Regions from separate parts of the Ovis aries genome. Here region 2 is linked to region 1. The links are chromatin contacts, called in public Hi-C maps. All regions are on one chromosome and are shown on one strand. The core of a region is the stretch at or near the end of the contact, and the rest is flanking DNA. Distances in the headings are between cores, read along the strand shown.

Evidence for each region. Hi-C and Micro-C count contacts between places; a contact is called where the count stands out from the background.
Region 2: a contact with region 1 is called in a Hi-C map of hypothalamus, with 2.9 times the contacts expected there. The contact joins the promoter of GLCE here to the enhancer-like site in region 1. A contact is called at or near these places in 3 of 16 Hi-C or Micro-C datasets (hypothalamus, omental adipose tissue and tail adipose tissue).

The regions. Positions count from the first base shown.
Region 1 is chr7:15,886,052-15,892,968 of ARS-UI_Ramb_v3.0, forward strand. NOX5 (NADPH oxidase 5) reads left to right here. Exons shown (of 20, transcript XR_009601335.1): 18 at 2,005-2,077; 19 at 2,861-3,397; 20 at 3,836-5,610. Among named protein-coding and RNA genes, the nearest start is that of NOX5, 73 kb to the left of the region's middle. Within about 2 kb of position 4,995, at least 13 of the 54 cell types and tissues checked have an H3K27ac peak or open chromatin away from gene starts, as enhancers often do. A contact at or near this core is called in hypothalamus, where this site is marked.
Region 2 is chr7:16,024,406-16,031,449 of ARS-UI_Ramb_v3.0, forward strand. GLCE (glucuronic acid epimerase) reads left to right here and starts at 5,274. Exons shown (of 3, transcript XM_042252102.2): 1 at 5,274-5,434.

The sequences.
Region 1 (6,917 bases), core at 3,745-6,244:
TTACAATACTGTATTGGTTTTGCCATACATTGACATGAATCCACCACGGGTGTATATGAGCTCCCAATCCTGAACCCCCCTCCCACCTCCCACCCCATACCATCTCTCTGGATCATCCCCGTGCACCAGCCCCAAGCATCCTGTATCCTGTATCAAACATAGACTGGCACTTCATTTCTTACATGATAGTATACATGTTTCAATGCCATTCTCCCAAATCATCCCACCTTCTCCCTCTCCCTCAGAGTCCAAAAGTCCATTCTATACATCTGTGTCTCTTTTGCTGTCTCACATACAGGGTTATCGCTACCATCTTTCTATATTCTATATATATGTGTTAGTATTTTGGGCTCCAAAATCACCGCAGATGGTGACTGCAGCCATGAAATTAAAAGACGCTTACTCCTTGGAAGAAAAGTTATGACCAACCTAGATAGCATATTCAAAGCAGAGACATTACTTTGCCAACTTAGGTCCGTCTAATCAAGGCTATGGTTTTTCCTGTGGTCATGTATGGATGTGAGAGTTGGACTGTGAAGAAGGCTGAGCACCGAAGAATTGATGTTTTTGAACTGTGTTGTTGGAGAAGACTCTTGAGAGTCCCTTGGACTGCAAGGAGATCCAACTAGTCCATTCTGAAGGAGATCAGCCCTGGGATTTCTTTGGAAGGAATCATGCTAAAGCTGAAACTCCAGTACTTTGGCCACCTCATGCGAAGAGTTGACTCATTGGAAAAGACTCTGATGCTGGGAGGGATTGGGGGCAGTAGGAGAAAGGGACGACCCAGGATGAGATGGCTAGATGGCATCACGGACTGGATGGACATGAGTCTGAGTGAACTCCGGGAGTTGGTGATGAACAGGGAGGCCTGGAGTGCTGCGATTCATGGGGTCTCAAAGAGTCGGACACGACTGAGTGACTGAACTGAACTGAACTGAACTGATACTGTATTGGTGTTTTTCTTTCTGGCTTACTTCACTCTGTATAATCGGCTCCAATTTCATCCATCTGATTAGAACTGATTCAAATGTATTCTTTTTAATGGCTGAGTAATACTCCATTGTGTATATGTACCACAGCTTTCTTATCCATTCATCTGCTGATGGACATCTAGGTTGTTTCCGTGTCCTGGCTATTGTAAACAGTGCTGCAATGAACATTGGGGTACATGTGTCTCTTTCCATTCTGGTTTCCTCGGTGTGTATGCCCAGCAGTGGGATTGCTGGGTCATAAGGTAGTTCTATTTGCAATTTTTTAAGGAATCTCCACACTGTTTTCCATAGTGGCTGTACTAGTTTGCATTCCCACCAACAGTGTAAGAGGGTTCCCTTTTCTCCACATCCTCTCCAGCATTTATTGCTTGTAGACTTTTGGATCGCAGCCATTCTGACTGGTGTGAAATGGTACCTCATTGTGGTCTTGATTTGCATTTCTCTGATAATGAGTGATGTTGCTCCTTCTGCTTTCAATCTTTCCCACCATCAGGGTCTTTTCTAATGAGTCAGCTCTTTGCATCAGGTGGCCAAAGTATTGAAGCTTGGAGAGATTAGGCACTCCAGTTGAGACCAGTTGCGGGCAAACTCCCGAGAACTGTGCAGTGCGGAAAGGCTTTTGCCCTCTGAGATCTAGGAGGCGGCCTCTGCATTTGCTCTGTGACCTTGATCTGCCCTGCGACCTCTCGGAGCCCTCCCTCCCTCAATGAACAGATGAACGTGTGCACATTTAAACGCTTCTACATGCATGGTCTTTCCAAAAAGTTACACAGAGATGTGTTATATCTGCTCTGAGTGAGTGGAAAGGACGGTGTTAGGTTGTTGTTTTTTTTTCACCATTTTATATTCCACCCCTCTATCATTTTGGAAATTTTTATGACAAACATGAATTAGTTTTATAGCTGTATTAAAAAAATCCAAAATAGAAGGTTAATTAAAAATTCAAATGCCATGTTTTGATGTGTTTCCATTCCGTCCAGCAAAAAACAAACAGTGTCTGTGTATCATGCAGGTAAATAGAAATGTGTTGGAAGAGGGTAAGAAGGACACACACCTAACAGTGCCCAGTGGTCAACTGGAAGGAGGTAAAGGAGCACTTTGAGCAGTGCTCTCTGTTCTATTTCATGTATTTCTGTATTACCCATGGAATGTTTCACAGCATAGAATTTTTATACCATGCACTTCATATATTACTCGGTTTTTATCTGCGTCCTTTTTAAAAGAATAAAGCAGAATGGAGAGAGCGTCTGAAGTGAAAGTCACTTAATTGTGTCTGACTCTTTGCAACCCCATGGACTATATAATCCATGGCATTCTCTAGGCCAGAATACTGGAGTGGGTAGCCTTTCCCTTCTCCGGGGGATCTTCCCAACCCAGGGATCAAACCCAGGTCTCCTGCATTACAGGTGGATTCTTTACCAGCTGAGCCACCAGGGAAGCCTGATAGGAATAAAAGAAGCCCAAAAAGAATAATGCAGAATGGAGACAGCATCTGAAGTGTCTTCTAAAGACCCCTCATATTGATTAGTTCTCCAACGGGAGTGTCTGGGGCACTGCTCGCCCTGGGAATGGACCCCTTACACTGGGGGCGCTCTCCCCTCTTCTACAGAGTAAGGCTGCGCCAGTGCCCAGACTCAGAATGCAAAGCTGCCGGCCAAATGTGCTCTAAGTATTCAAATTAAAGGCCCTTCCAGGCCCAGGGCTGGTCCAGAAAGACTGCTTCGGGGGCACTGACTCTGCTAAACAAATACTCACATTAACCAGCCTTCCTGACAGATTGATGCATCTTTTTATGATCTGTCTTTACAACATGATGACTCTCTCCTTTTAAAAATAAGATTAATTCAGACAAGACATTTATTTTACAGGGAAATCCATCCCAGGGGGGAAGAAGACTCCAGCAGAAAGGCAGAGATGGCTGGAGAAAGACCACTCTCAAGGAAGCTTCCCGCCTCCCAACATTAGCTCTGTGATAGTGGCCCCAAATTAGCTGCCCTAATCCTACACCACCTGGAATCACCCCAGTTGCATGAGTGTTGCCTCCTGGAGAAAACAAAATAAATCAGGAAGTGGGTTTCAGTGGGGGTGGGGGGCGGAGAGGGGGCAGGAGGAAGTGAGGGAGGGAATGGGTATATATATATATATATATATATATATATATATATATATATTTTTTTTTTTTTTTGGTAAAAGAACAAAGTTCTGAGATTCTCCCAAACTTGTTTGGACATATGTGTATACAGATTAAGCTTGTCTTTAAAGAATAGAGAAGTACATCCAAGGGAAATGAATTATTCGTCTCTGTCTCTATGTCTGGAATAGCACTACCATCTACCAGGTGCTTGGCAGTGGTTCGTGAAAGCTTCTGCACTGTGATCCCTGTTTCAGCTGGTGGCATCAGCCAGGTACCCTTGACTCCTCTGTCTCCCCATCTTCATCCCTCAGCCAGCCACCAGGCGCTGCCAATGTGTTTCTCACATCCATTCCCTCCTGTGTCGGTCCTGCCTCGGTTCAGTCCTTCCATAGACTGTTGCCTGGAGTATTATATGATCTCCTGGTTGGTCTTCCTTTCTCCAGCCTCTCCGGGCCTGATCCATCCTCCGCACTGTTGCAGATCTGATTAGACCCCTTCCTGTTGGATAATTGTCCTGTCACAGTCATCAGACTGCCAAGACTGGCACACAGGCCTTCCTGCACGAGCACTTGATTCAGTTCTGCAGACTGGCCCTTCTTCCTCTGTCTGGCCAACATCCATTTCACCTTCATATTCTAAAAATGAGGTAGAACTCAGCGTTGCCCGGAACACTATGCCATTTCACACCTTCACGCCTTTGCTTCTGCAGTGCCTGACATTTGGAGCGTTCTTCCCCACCTTCAGATTGAGATCTCAGAACATTTTATCAGCTCATCTGTGAAGACCTGGTTGCTGCTCCCTCCCGGCGTAGAACAACCTCCTCTGTGTGATCGCATCGGGACTACTTCCCCTACAGCACCTGCCGCAGGCATCAGCTTTACCTGTACCTGTCTGTGAACCCCTTGAGGGTAGGAACAGTGTCTACGCATCTTTGTCTCCTCCATGCCTGGCACATAGTAGGTGATCATGTGTTGGTGTTGGTGAGCTGCCACAACTCACTGGAAGCCCCGTCTGTCTCTACTCCCTTTCCCTGCTCTGCTCTGCCCCTTCAAGGATAAAGAAACTCCAAGATCTCTGCCGGCAGACTGGACCAGCCTTGCATGTGGATACAGTAGGCAGCTGCCTTCAAGGTGCAACTGAAGAGTCCCTAGAAAGATCCCTGCCTCCCTGCCTCCCAGTCTCCCATCCCTCCCACAGTTGCTTCTCTTCTATGAGTGGAGGTCAGGATTCCTATAGGAATCCACGCTCCGCCTCCAGCTCCCCCTGTAGAATAAGGAGGTGGGACTCAGGGTCCCTTGTAACCCTGCGATACTTCCTCTTCTTCTTCCTCATTCTTCTTCTTTCTTCCTCTAACTCAAAAGAGATGAATGACTTAGAAAGAGCCAATGAATCAGAAATAGGGAAAGCAAAAAAAAAAAAAAAAGAGTAATTTTGCCAAGTTATTATTCAAAGGAGCTCTCTGGGACCAGGAGCAGAGCAGCGCCATCCATCACGGCGCAGAGCTCTGGGGCTGGGGTGGGGGGAGGTGGCCGCGCTGTCTGTGGACAGCTCTGGGCCCCGTGCGCGAGTGAGCAGCCAGCCCGGGAAAGCTGGGGCCCGCTGCCAGGCACCGCGGAGGGCGGGAGGGAGGCCAGAGGGGCACTGAAAGGGGACCAGCAGCCCCAAGGCCTGGGGCAAGGCTTACTGACCTGCTTTCCTCAACAGGCCGGAGCCCTGGAGCCTGCCCTCTGGACTGGACTGGGCCAGCTCTGGGGAAAGCACCCTTTGGAGCAGAGGGAAGAGGGATGCGGGCGGCAGGCCTCAAGTTTAGAGCCTCTTCCGCTCAGCTGCTCTCCCCAAGCCTTTGCTACCCTTGAGGGAGGAAGCCTTGTCCCACCAGAAGGGGGCCTAGTTCACACTCATCCCTGCATCCCAGGGCTTAGCCCCATGCAGGCTCCTTGGATGAGTGAGCCGATTTGAGGATGGCAAACTTGTTCCAGCACACTGTTTGCTCCTGTTTGGGTTTTTAAAAAATTACTTTACTGTAGTTTTTCTGCATAGGTTATCACTGCTTATTACATTGTAATTATAACCCACTTGGGCCAGAAGGGAAATCTGATTCCTCTCTGTGCACACGTTCCACAAATAGGAAGCCCTTGGAAAATATGTAGGGAAGGAAAAAGGACAGGAGGGAGAGGCAGAACTTCTCGATGGCATCTAAGCCTCCACGCATCCCCATGGCCCCACTGTGCCACCATCTGGGCCATTGTTGGCCCCAGGCTCTGCGTTAGAGGACATTTCAGTGCTGCTTACTGGATGAGTTTGTCGCATTCCTAGGTTCTAGGTGCTGGAGTTGAACAAAGTAGACAAAAGGTTTCAAGGTCTGCTCTCAGTTTCCTCATCTGTAAAATGGAGACAACAATAATAATGGTACCTGTCAGATAGGGAAATGGTAAAATGATTAAATAAATTAATGTGTATAAGGTGCTTGGCAGGTAGTAAGTTTTAACAAGTGCTGGTTATTTCTGTCTTAGTCTGTTTGGACTGCTATAGCACAGTACCATAACCTGGAGGTCTTATAAACTACAGAATTTATTTCTCACAGTTCAGGAGGCTGGAGTCGGAGATCAGGGTCCCAGCATGGTCCGGTTCTGGTAAGGACCCTCTTCCAAGTTGCCCCTCTACCATCAGGAGGGGTCTGCAGCCCTCTGTCTTCAGGTTTATTATCACTAAACACATTTGTGAGCCTGATAAACAACCTTCCTTCCCAGGGAGGACTAGCAGGCTCCCAGGAGTCTGTAAACACTGCCCGCCACCCACCATGTCCCCGGGGAAGCCTTGACCGGCTATGTGGACATCAGTGCATCGTTTCCCAAAGCAGCAAATCTCCCCAGGCTGCAGGAGGCCCAGGAAGACGGGAAGATGGAATCACAGCCCCTCCAGCTCTTCAGCTCTGCGTTGTGAATTCTGGGGATAATGTATCTTCTTTTCTCCCCTGATTGCTCCTGAAATCTCCTGCCTGTTTATCAAATCTGAGTGCTTCACTGCCCTTGGCTCTTTAGCTCTGTCTGTGCGCCTCTTCTCTAGAAGAGGGAAACAGGCGTGCTCTTGGGGGATTTCCATCCAGTGCTGAGGACAAGAAGGCCAGTTTCAATGAGGCTGTCCCCATGTCACCAGGGGAGCAAGCAGATGGGTGGTCTTTTGGGACATGAGGCAGGAGGGCCTCAGAAAGTACCTGACACCCCTGTCTAGGCTGGACTGAGGCTAATCTCCCAGAAAGGAAAGTCCCCTCCTCACACTCCACTCCCCCAACAGAACCCGGTCAAGTGAGCTGAGGCGCATTCATTCATTAACTCCACAGGTATAGCGCCAGGTAACAAACAAGTATGGTGCCAATGCAAGGGAGTAAACGCCAGCACAGGGCCTCGTGAGCTGCTGTGGTGGCCAAAGCAGAGGGGAATCAAAGTTAGGGTTGGAGAGAGATGTCCCCTGACCTTGATCTTGGAGGAGGCATGGGAAATGGGTGGAGGGTGTATTTGTACACAAAAGTCCAGGCATGTTCAAAGGCATAAAGGTGTGACTGTTTAATCTTAGGGTGACTGGATGGCAGGTCAGGAGCATAGGTAGGGAGGGAGTCAGATATCACTGGAGGCTGGGCTATGAGGAGCTACTCAAAGCTGTACAGCAAGGGCCTGGCAGGGTCATGCTAGAAAGACCAGTGTCTGCAGTGAATGAAATGAAGGGGAGAACACATGCAGGCCGAGCAGCTGGTGGAAGAGAACTTGGCCTAAGGCAGAGGCGGGGATGGACTG
Region 2 (7,044 bases), core at 4,024-6,523, 140 kb after region 1:
TAGTACATGCTCAGAGAGGGGGATGGCAGTAAGGATGGAAGGGACAGAAAGAAAGAGAAGTGTTGGATTGCACTCACCTGGACTAATGGGTTGGACACACACAGCAGATGGTAAGACCTGAGTAAGAAGTTAGCTGGTTCTGTTCTGCTGCTGGTTGGTGAAGACCAGCCACAGATGGGGCAACAAGAGTGAGGCTATGAGTAGATATTGGTCCTGGAATTAAGAAGAGCCAGAGCCTCCTGCTGAAATCATCTGCAGCACCGCCAAGAGATATACAGGATCCGTGGGCAGAATTCAAGCCTTGGATCTTGAAAACAGAAACCATGGTGGTTCTGGCTCCCGGGCAGCTCTTAACATACAATGTGCTGGTACAGCACTTGGTACCAGATGGAGAGGTTGCGAGGACAGGGCATGACTGTGAGGCCACAGAGCAAAGCATCATGCCACAAAGACAGGTGGTGAGAGGGGTGCCCCTGTCTGTGGCGGCTTACTGCCTTTTTGGTACTCATCCTGCCTGTGTACCCTTCGCACTGGGCCTCTTCAGGAGCTTCTATTTCCAAAGCATTTTAATTTAGAAGTCAAATGTGAGTATTCCAAGCTCCAATCTAGGCTAACAGTGCTTCACAGCTTTTCTCTTTTCTCACATTTAGAGACATCTAGCTTTCTGATACACTGATAAATAAGGGAGTTATAGAATAGTACACTTTGTGAAAGAAGGCAGTGGAAAGAAGATGCCACAAAAGGAGAGAGTGGGGGTAAAGAATAGAGTTTTCTTTCCAGTACATTCCTGCCACTAAGACACCAGTGCAAGGGCTTCCGTGGCAGCTCAGCAGCAATGAATCCACTTGCCAATGCAGGAGATGCAGGTTCGATCCCTGATTGAAACCTTACGGCATGGTAGCTGACTTCCTCCAGAGGTTTCCTCTAGAGTGAGTGATCAAAGAGACAGACTAAGGAGGAAGTTGCAATGTCTCTTATGACCTAACCTCAGAAATCATATGCTGTCAATAATTCTGCCATGTTCTCTTTGCTAGAAGTGAATCACTCACATCCGGCAAGATCCCACATGCTGCAGAGCAACTAAGCCCACACGCCACAACTATTGAACCTGTGCTCTAGAGCCTGGGATCCACAAATACTGAGCCCACGGGCCCTAGAGTCTGTGCTCTGCAACAAGAGGCCGCTGCAATGAAAAACCCATGCACCACAACTAGAGAGTAGCCCCGCTGCAACTAGGGAAAAGCCTGCATGCAACAACGAAGATCCAGCACAGCTGGATTTTAGTTTTAAAATTAAAACATTTTAAAAAGATAGCAATGCAAGAGGAGGTGGGAAGTAGAAATAAACAGATTTATATTTCAAGATACAGATATACTATATACGTCATTGCCCTATGAAAGACATGCAGGGGCTCTGCTGCTACCTGCTACCACCTTTGATGCAGGTGGGAGGGGCCTCCTTTTAAGGGGCCCTGCTCTGGTCCTTCTCTAGATGTATTCCTACACGGAAGTCCATCAAACCAAAGGAATATGCCCAGCTGCAGCTGACTTCACCCCTTTGAACCTCATTCCGGGTAACTGGAAGGCAAAATTCTCTGCCCCAATGGTCCTGAGCCTACTTCCAGGGCTTTTGTGAGCTTCCTCCCCTAGATCTGAAGTATAAACTCCTGGACTCATGGAATGGCTAAGAGGTTACAATTTTATAGAGGGAAAAGTGGGGATGGAGCTTGGACATGTAGGCTGGGGTACCCATGGAGTGGGGTTACTTTGCAGCTTGTAACTGAACTGTGGGAGGCAAACAGGGTAAGACCACTCTATGTGAGGACTAGCTCTCTGTTCCAAGAAGAAGTCCCAGAATCCTAAATTTGGACATGGTCTTCCAAGTTGTTAGCTAAGTTTGTCTAGGCAAAGGAAGATATACATAGGACTTCCCTGGTGGTCCAGGGGTTAAGACTCTGAAGTTTCACTACAGGGAACATGAGTGTATATTGTCACCCTGCTTATTCAACTTATATGCAGAGTACATTACATGAAATGCCAGGCTGGATGAAGCACAAGATGGAGTCAAGATTGCTGCGAGAACTATCAATAACCTCAGATACGCAGATGACACCACCCTTATGGCAGAAAGCAAAGAAGAACTAAAGAGCCTCTTGATGAAAGTGTAAGAGGAGAGTGAAAAATTTGGCTTAAAACTCAACATTCAGAAAACTAAGATCATGGCATCCAGTTCCATCACTTCATGGCAAATAGACAGGGAAACAGTGAGAGACCTTTTTTGGGTTCCAAAATCGCTGCAGATGGTGATTGCAACCATGAAATTAAAAGCCGCTTGCTCCTTGGAAGAAAAGCTATGACCAGCCTAGATAGCATATTAAAAAGCAGAGTCATTACTTTGCCAACAAAGGTCCGTCTAGTCAAGGCCATGGTTTTTCCAGTAGTCATGTATGGGTGTGAGAGCTGGATCACAGAGAAAGCTGAGCGCCGAAGAATTAATCCTTTTGAATTGTGGTGTTGGAGAAGACTCTTGCGAGTCCCTTGGACTGCAAGGAGTCCAACCAGTCAATCCTAAAGGAAATCACTTCTGAATATTCATTGGAAGGACTGATGCTGAAGCTGAAACACCAATAATTTGGCCACCTGATGCGAAGAACTGACTCACTGGAAAAGACCCTGATGCTGGGAAAGACTGAAAGCGGGAGGAGAAGGGGATGACAAAGGATGAGATGGTTGGATGGCATCACTGACTCGATGGACATGAGTTTGAGTAAGCTCCAGGAGTTGGTGATGGATAGGGAACCCTGGTGTGCTGTAGTCCATGGGGTTGCAAAGAGTCGGACATGACTGAGCGACTGAATGACTGAACAGAACTGATATATATATACACACAGACACAGACCCAGACACACACACAGACACACACACAGACACACACACACACACACACACACACACACACAACATATACATATCTGGAGTAGGAAATGGCAACCCACTCCAGTATTCTTGCCTGGAAAATCCCAAGGACAAGGAAAACTGGCAGGCTAAAGTCCATGGGGTTGCAAAGAGTCAGACACAACTGAGCAACTAGGCATATATATGTTAAATTTAGAGTTTGTTAGCTTGTTTTATAACTTTTCATACTATTTAGACATTTGATATATGGGCTCCCTTGTGTAGACTTTTGTAAGCCCTACAACTGCTAGGGTTGGCTCTGGTATCTCATTTGATACAGAATCAAGTTGAATTAGCTTGGCCTGGTTTTTTAAGGCCTTTTACTATTGGTTCTTCCCTAAACTTACCTTTCACTACTCTTCTGCAGGAATCCTCCGCAGGCCAGTCTGGTCCACTCAGATCCAGGCTTGGCCTACATCCTCTCCTCTGTGCTCAGGTTCACTCTATTTTCTCTGAAGAACCTTTGCTTCTGCTCTGTATTTGTATAGGCCAACTACTATTTAAACACCCAGCCTCATAGTCATGTGTCCTCCTCTGGATTCTTCTAACAGCTTTTTTCTGAACCACTCATTGACACTCAAAGTGTGGAACTGTGTGTGGAAGCCATTTTTCTTTCCATGCACAAGGTATATAGATATAAGGAGGTGCCAATATGCAGCAGTTTTTAAACGAGGAAAGAGTATCCAAAAAAAAAAAAAAACCCAAAAACCAAACAGAAGAGTAGCTAAAGAATCAGGAGAAAGTAGTTAGGCAAGTAACCAAGGAGGAGATGGCTGGCATCGTCAAAGGCTGCAGAGTGGTCTTTGGGAAAGATGCCCCAAAATAGAAAGAGAAATGAAGTCCTTTGTGACCACTGAAAGATCAGCCCATTGTGTGGGTGTAAACAGCACTGTAGTAGGGAAAATAAGAGATGAAAAGTAAAGACAGCAAATTCAATTTAGAGTTATCTGAAAAGGTGGAGGATGTTGGGTTGTTTTGTTTTGTGCAAGGGATGGAACAAATGTGTCTGTGGGGAAAAAAAGAGCTAGATTAGAGGGGAACAGTGATATCAGGGGAAGGATAGTTTGATTAATCAAAATCTGGGAATGGTGGCCATCCAGGGCACAGGTTCAGGGATTAACCTTGATGAAGAGAAAGGACTTGTTCTGGTAAAGGGAATGAGTGCAGACTATAGGACAGACATCCTAATCAAGAGACTGGACTTAAGCGTGAAGAAATGGGCTGTCACTGTAGAGGAAAGGCTAGGAAAGCCTGAATTTTCTGGAGCAGGTCTAAGATTTCTTTCATAGTTGGTCACCATATCTGTGGATTCAATCAGTTATATTCAGGGAAAAAATTTCAGAAAAGTTCTAAAAAGTTGCAGCAGTAACTATTTACATAGTATTTACATTGTATTATAAGTAATCTAGAAACAATTTAAAGTATATAGGCGATAGGTTATATGCAAATACTACAGTCATTTTTACACAAAGGACTTGAGTGTCCACTATTTTAGTAGCTGCAAGTATCCTGGAACAAGTAACTCGGGATATTGAGAGACGACTTTATTTAAATATCATATTCTTCAGTCTTTCTTTCTACATTTACTCAGTGCCCCGAGTGTGCCAGACACTGGTGTTCACAGAGACACAACTTTTCATGTAATTTTGGAATGTTATAACGATGACTCAGTGAGATTTACTTTTTACTCTTCTAGAAGGCTTTCAGTATAAATAAACACCAGTCGGAAGGGAGTCTTTCGTCAGATCAGACGACCCGAGTAGGGGTTGAGAAAACACGGGCATCTCAACAATGGCGCCCTGTTAGAGGTGGAAAGGGAGGGGAGGCCCAGAGAGGGGGAAAAACAGGTTTAGACCTGGGTAACCCGAGGAGGGTGCGCCTTCAACCAGGAAGAACTGTGCCTCTTAAGCACTTCAGGCCGCGGTGTAACCAAGGGTAATAGCGCTTCAGCTCACGGCAATGTGAAAACCACCTTCTTCCCTAACCAGATGTATCTACGGAGCCTGACTAGGACTAGACAGAAGCCAAGATTCTTCATTCAGGGTTCCTTCCCAAGAACTTCCTCTGCCCCTGACTACTTAAAGGTCACTGCTCTTACCCCTAGTTTATTGATACGGGGCGGGGGAGAAGAAGCGGTGGGAGAATCACCTTTCCTATTTTGCGATTGGTAGTACTAGGCTCCAAGTCCCGCCTCCCACGCTGCCGCCAACAGGCTCTCAGAGTTGTCACTCGATTCACTGCGGCCGCCCCTCGCCGTGGCCCCGCCCCTCTCTGTGGCTGGGATCTCGCGGGAAGAGCGGCGGGTACGGCTGTGGCTCTGTCTCCAGGCTGCGCGCGGAGCGGGAGGGATCTCCTCACACAGGCGCTTCCTCGCGGAGGGTTTGGAGCTGCGGCAGACGCAGGCCTGGGCCGCCCCTTCTCTGCCGCCTCCTTCTCTTCCTCAGGGTTCCCCGGTCCGCTTGCCCTACGACGCTGCCCAGGTGAGGAAGCCCGGAGCGCGTCTCCGCTGAGGAGCGGTCGGGGAGCCGGGACACGGAGCAATCGGGGCAGGCGGGCTCCTGACGGGGGCGGCTCCGCGGCGCTGCCTGGTGTGCGCGAGGCTTGGCGGGGTTCGGAGTGAGGAGGGCGAGGACGCGGTGGGGTGGGATCCGGGTGCGGACGCCCAAGGGCGGTGTAGCGGGTGCCAGGGCTTCTCCGGGTGAGGAGGCGGTTTACTGGGGGTCTGGGGTCTCTTCCGGCTTGGGGTTCGGATGGGTGGCAGCAGCGGTTCGGGTCCCGGGTCTTTGGGGTTGAAGGAGATTTACCGGGATCCTTCCGTTCCTTGAAGTGGTATAGCGGGGTTCCGGGACAAGGGGTCGTTTTATCACGGTCTCACGCTCTTTTAGGGGCAGAGGATTCAGTTTTAGCAAGGTCCTAGGTCTCTGAAGGGGCCGATGTACGGGGTCTTGGGGGTACTTTGAGCAGGAGTGGGCTTCTTTTTTCACATTCCTGGGATAAAGAAGCAGTGTATTGGGGTTCTGTCTGTTTATCAGGGTCTTCGGGCGGGAGGGCGATGTATCTGCGTCCTGCAGGGGCCGGGACCGCCTTGGTGGACTGCTGGGGGCGGAAGGGTTTACGACGGAGACCAGCGTCTTTATTGGGGTTTCTAGTTTGCCCAGAGGGGAGCGGTAACTTGGCATGGCCCCCAGTTTTTTCGGGGGCGACAGGGCGAGTGAGCGGGTCCCCGGGAGATCTCGAAGGGAGGGCGCGGCTCTGCAGGCGCTGGATCGGCTCGTGGCGGGAAGGGAACTCTGGTGACATCTCGAGTTCGCAGTCTGTGGCTGGTCAGCATCCTGGAACAGATCTCTTTCTAAATGAGATTTACTCAATGCTTAGTTGAAGGATTGATCCGTGTTGTTGCCTAGTTGGAGAAATAGTGCGACTGTTCTGCAGTTTTCTTCTCTCTGCCCCAGGATCCCTGTGGCGGCGTGCTGATTTCTCTCCTCTGGGAACCAGAGTGGCAGACAGCACCTTAAGTGGGCATGTAGACATGTAGGTTCTTAAGGAGGCGAATGTTCTCCGGGTGAGCGTGGAAGCCACTGAGGATAGGGAAGGCTGTGCGGTTTTCCTTTCCTATGTTAGGGTCTACTTTGCTGATCCTGCGTTATTAAGTCTGTCCTGAAGTCCTGCCCGAGTGTTAGGCAGTCAAGTATGCTGGAAAGTGTGCTCTGGCTTCTCTCTGTCGTTTGAAAAGCATTTGTGTAGAGGAATCAGTTCAAGTTCAGCCTCCAAGTAACGCCTTGGAATTCGAAGTTCCAAAGCTAGAGCTCTGCAGATCCGTGGTTTGAGACCTGTAAGGATGGCTAACGGAACTCTTTTAAAGAATCCTGCTTAACAGTTTTATTGTATACAGTTAGTCTTGACTCATATGCAGAGTCCTTGGTAACTAGCCCAAACTTAGATGGAATTCAAATAAAATGACCTGTATACATGCATATGCTCTTTTTTTTTCTTTAAATGTTTAAGTCAGAAAGTCTATGTTTTTGCTTGACAGTTCCCCTGGTTAGATAGCTCCTTTATCATAGAGGCCTGTAAATCAAGTCTGATGTGG